Regions from separate parts of the Zea mays genome. Here region 2 is linked to region 1. A link is a contact called in public Hi-C data. All regions are on one chromosome and are shown on one strand. The core of a region is the stretch at or near the end of the contact, and the rest is flanking DNA. Distances in the headings are between cores, read along the strand shown.

The links. Hi-C and Micro-C count contacts between places; a contact is called where the count stands out from the background.
Region 2: a Hi-C map of ear shows a contact between it and region 1, with 2.5 times the contacts expected there. The contact joins the promoter of LOC100217002 here to the promoter of LOC103640914 in region 1. A contact is called at or near these places in 8 of 25 Hi-C or Micro-C datasets (bundle sheath, ear, endosperm and 3 more).

The regions. Positions count from the first base shown.
Region 1 is chr10:18,758,395-18,761,094 of Zm-B73-REFERENCE-NAM-5.0, forward strand. It overlaps LOC103640914 (NAD(P)H-quinone oxidoreductase subunit U chloroplastic), which reads left to right and starts at 1,257. Exons shown (of 5, transcript XM_008664356.3): 1 at 1,257-1,695; 2 at 2,227-2,288. The coding sequence starts at 1,365. LOC100276490 reads left to right here. Exons shown (of 6, transcript NM_001150264.2): 5 at 24-281; 6 at 472-819. The coding sequence ends at 545.
Region 2 is chr10:18,958,194-18,960,893 of Zm-B73-REFERENCE-NAM-5.0, forward strand. LOC100217002 reads right to left here and starts at 1,420. Exons shown (of 8, transcript NM_001143379.1): 1 at 985-1,420. The coding sequence starts at 1,230.

The DNA.
Region 1 (2,700 bases), core at 7-2,506:
TCTCAACTTTTTTGTTTGGACAGCACATGCACTGGGAATAACCGCTGCTTGGGTAGTGCAATCCATAATTGAAGTATACAGATGTTTCATCCGTAAGCCTAGTGAGGACTGTGAAGCACTATCAAGCGACGGCAATGAACAGTTTGACGATATGAATAAATTCAGATTGTTTGGGAGGAAGATTTATGGGATTACCATCAAAAGTTGTTTCTCTTTGGTTTTGGCCTCAGCTGGAGCAGGCATTGGTGCCCTCGTGCATCCAGTGCATGGACAATGGTTGGGTGAGTCATAATTTCCCTTCTGTCTTGAGTGCATATACTAAGACACTACACAATACTTTTGCAAGCATTCATTTAATAGGAATACATATATATTTTAAAGTTTCACTTTGAGCTAGCAGAATAAGGTCAGTGCATTAGCGTCAGTTCAAAGTAACATCGCTTAACTGTACTTTTTTTTTATATCTTGCAGGTTGTGCCTTGGGAGATGTTGCAGGTCCAATTATCGCTATAATTGTTTTTAAGAAGATGCAGCTACCACTATGAGAGACTGGATTTTTGGCGACCACTGGTTTTGGGTCCCTTGTGCAAGTCATGGCCTTCAGTCTTCTGTGTGGTTGGAGATCCCTGATCTAACTTGAAAGTTCACAGTTGATGAATAACAGCTTTCACCTCAGTGCTCGTAGTTTTGTAGCTCCCTTTACAAGATGCCTTCGGGTCTTGTGGGACATGAGCATGTACTTTTGCAGTTTTGCTAAATTTTGTACTGTCTCAGATTTGAAGGATCCAAACAAGAAATTTAATTTTACTAGATTTGAAAGGAATTGGTTTGAGAAGTAAACTCCATATCTATGGCGCCTTCCGTGATAGTACCTCTCATCAACCGTTTAGGTTATCTGAGTTCCTATCTCATTCTATCTCACATCCTGTTGAAAACTTTATTCTACAAATAGCACTATTTACAATATAAAGGATTGTTTTGCATGAACATTTATACGCACCATCTGCTGCTGGATACAGCCTTAGACTGAGACATTGAAAAAAACAGCCAAATTTTAGACAAGTGAATCAACGAGCTAGCGCCTGGCTAGGTCCAACCAGTTGAATTAAACCACCTGGCAGTAAACAGATTACAACACTGCGCTGCAGGCATGCAGCGGTTCAGTGTTGGACAATGCAGCTGCAGTGGCGGACATGGTCCAAAGACTTCGCATTCAACTTTATTTATTGCATGTAACTTTGAAAATTAAATAAGATGCGAAATAAGAAAAAGGGAAAAGTTGAAATCGTTTATTTCCATCCCCTCCTCCCTTATCTCCCGCGCTCTGCTCCTCCCAGTCCCAGACTCCCATCCTCGTCTCCGCCATGGCCGCCGTCGGCATCCCCTCCCCTCCGGCGCCACACGTCTTCGCGCCCGCCGCATCTCCTTCCTCCTCCACGTACTCCACACTGGCCCCCCGCCGTCTCCGCCTCTCCACCCGACTCGGACTCGCCGCCGCCGCGGCGTCGTGCCGTACGCGGTGCGCCGCCGCTGCCGATGGCGGGGCCGCGGCCTCGGAGGGTGCCTCTGCGGTGGCGGAGCTGGAGGGGGACCCCGACGCTGGCACAGACGTTGCCGGAGGCGCCGCGACCTCCACGCGGCCGCCCTACTCGCTCATCTCCGCGGACAACGTGCAGAAGGCGATGCGCGGCCTCGGTGCGTCTTTCTTGATTCATTTGACGCGTTCGACTCATCTGTTGTTGTTGTTGGCATGTGAATTGGGTGAAGCCAAGCTGCTTAGAAATTTTCAGTTTGGGGACTGAGGCGCTTTATTTGAAGCATTTATATTTTAGATTCTAACAGGGTTACAATGTTATGCGGCAACGAAAAGTGTAAAGTATCTCGGTGAAAAAATAAGGGAGGGTGGATGTCCGTATAGTGCTTACTGATAATTCATTTGCACTGGATGATGTTTGTTTGGTGTAGCATGCTGAAGTGTCTGTATACCGATATTGTTTTAGTCCCCTTTTCAATTATTGTAGGATTTCATGTAGTGGATAACTTTGGATGATGATTAATTTATGTTAAATGTATAGTGAGTTGCCACATGGATATATAGTGTGATATAATGGCATTTGTAAGTTCCCTTGTGCAGGAAGTTAATTAAGCCACAATGTTATGCCTGGAGGATGTTTCTGCTTTGCACACTACTGTTGTATATTGAACAATATTTCCCCAAACTTGCAGCAATTACAGATGCTGACCACTATGGGAGGCTTGGAGTCACCAGGCTAGCTTCTACTGATGAGGTAGATTGAAATTGTCCACAAGTGTAGTTCTTTTCTTTCTTTTAAAGGATCCCATGAGCTTTAGCTCTAGACTCCTTCGGTATTTGCATTAAGAAGAAGACCCTCTCACTCAGCCTCAGCTTGAAATTTGCTAGAGTTCAATTCAATATCTGAGGAGTGTTATTTAGACCACCTAATCAACTCAGGTAGAGGCCCTTTCACCTTGACCAGTTAAATAATGAGGCTAAACAATCTCCATACCACTGTGCTATTGGCCTACCGCTGAAATAGTATGCAATTATGCATATCAATACAATGGCATTAACAAAGTACCTGGTAGATGCAAAGACCGGCAAATTTTTGCAAACTCAAGTTGGTACCCAACAATAACAGTGACTAGCTCCATTATAGCCAGCTTCCTACTTGCAACTGA
Region 2 (2,700 bases), core at 170-2,669, 200 kb after region 1:
CCATTTGAAAACTTCTAACAAGCCCACTATTGAACAAAGATATAAATAAACATAAACCATGAGTCAGCACAAGCACTGAGGTAGCTCAGCCATCTGAAATCAGAAACGTCACTCTTTTTACTTGGATTTGTGTGACAAGGATCACATGAATCATACAAAATCTAAAACAGTGGCAAGGAATAGGATAGATATATACAGATAGTGGAGGACAATGTTAGATTAACCAATTTATACAACAAATTTTCAACCCATAGTATCTACTGAGTAGTTTTAAAGGTCCAGTCCAAACTAATATACCAAACCTCAGATTCAAATTAAAGGAGCATGGTAGAATTATCCAATCCCGAGATCCAATCATATTCGATTTGAATAACCAATCTAAAGAACAAATTGATCCAAACCCCTAGCAATCGAGGAAAGACGTTTACAGATAATCAAACATAGGCATACAGCAAAACTGAAATGTTCAATGCAGGTCATTTAACATTTATCATTTTACATGTATTAGTTTAAATCACAGGCACTATAACCCAACAGCCTAAAGCGGTAAATCCCAATCCATAAGCCCCTGTTCTGAACAATATCGAGCGCTATTTGATTCCAGCAGCTTAAAGCAATGCTACACGCACCAAAGAAAACACGCCACAACCAACAACCAAAGACTGCACACACAAGAAAGAGCCCTGAAACTGAAAGCCACCCCCATTTGCCTGAAAGACGGGCCCTTTCGTAAGAAAGCAAACAATTGGGGAATTTCCAAGACGAGATGTTTCGCTTCTCCAGAACAAAACTAGCCGCCTAGCACAAACGGAACACGTAAGAAAGAACATTTCCGGCCACAACCACGGGAAAATATCCTATGCAATCACTCGCCACCGACATCGGCGCGTAACCCTAGCTTGACCGCCGCCCTCACCGGACCCACCCACACCTCCAGCGCGGAAAGGCAGCAAGCGCACGGACGTCGGCAGCGCCGCTACGTACCTGGAGCTGCATGTTCCGGAAGCGCTCGGGCACGGCGGCGGCGGGGCCGCCGCCGCGCGCGGCGAGCTGGCGGCCCCCGATCTCGCGGCGCTGCAGCTTGGCGACGGAGTTGCGGACGGGGGCCTCCATCCGGCGCTTACGCCCCCCAGGCCCGGCAGCGCCCCCGGCGCCGTCGCCATCGGCACCACGCCGGCGCGCCGTGACGCGGAGGCGCACCCGCAGCTGCGACCGCTTCGGCCCGTCCATCCAACGCCTGCCCGCCCCCTTTTTAACCTGCTGTGCTGGATCTGGGGCGGAGCCGCCCAGAGGAGGCAGGACGCGGTGGTTGTAGAGGGGCTAGGGTTCGGGGAGGAGGCCGCCCGGTCGGGTCGGGGGGTGGGAGAGACGAGAGGAAGATGGGACGAAGGGAATTGTTCAGCCGTTCAGGTAGTTCGTGGTTATGGTTGTGGTGTGTGTTTGGGGAAGAGAGGAGGGGGGCTACGGTGTGTTTGTTCGAAGACTGAGGAATCACTCCATCTTAGACCTACCTCAGTTTATAAATATATGATATCATTAATTTTTTTAAACTTTAATCATTCGTATTATTTAAAATATTTATTAAAAATATAAAATTTTAAGTCAAGTATAAACTACCTTAAATGATAAAAACAAATTACAAAAAATGATAACTTATTTTTTTAATAAGACGAGTAGTCAAAGTTTTTTTTTAAAAGTAACAGTGTCATATATTTATGAACAGAAAGCGTAGTATGTTTGGTTTAAGTAATAAACTAATTATGTGCTCGTCCATTGCTACAGTTTATATATATATATATATGACATAAAATAAATTTTATTTTAATAAATAACAAAATATATGTTTTCCTATTGATTAGGTGGGTGTAAATATGGAGCTCACTTATACATAATTTCACCTTATTTTTTACATAAACTCTCCTATTATAGTAGTAGAGAAGAGATTATAGGAGTGCATGTTGATTCTAAAGAAAAGAAATGCAGGGTGTTTTTTGAAAAATATTGACACGAGACGACCGTTGAAACTGGTGCTTTAATATGGTAGAGACTAGTTTATTATCTTCTCACTCCTATTTTTTTTGTTTGGTTTGTGGAATCAAATGAGTTGATCTATCACTACCTCATTCACCATAGTTAGTTAGTACTAATATTAAGAATGATGTTATCCTACCAAATTTGAGGAATTGACTCATGATGCATTACCTTATCTTAAATGGAGTGATTCTTGTCTTTGGTTTGAATTAATCTATTCTAGATGAGGTGGTGCATAATGAGTCTATTTCACAAATTTAGTGAATGAACTTATTCCTCATATTATTACTAATTATTAGCCTATGAGCAATGAAATGATGATGGTTCAACTCATTCCAGTCTACAAACCAAACAAGAAAGTGAGGAGTGAAAAGATGATGTATTACCTCATTCCTCAAGCCAAACACGCTTGGGATTCCTAATGTTAGTACTGACTAACTAACTATGAGAAATGAGGTGGTGATTGATCAACACATTCCATTCCACAAATCAAACAAAAAATGAGGAGTGAGAAGATGATGGACTAGCTTATTCCTCAAACCAAACAATGTATTAATCTTTTCCCCACCCTACGAAAATCACTCCGGACGTGTTTTGTTTACAAGTGGATTAGAGAGGATTAAGGGGGTGTTTAAATGTACTAGAGCTAATTGGTAGTTGGCTAAATAT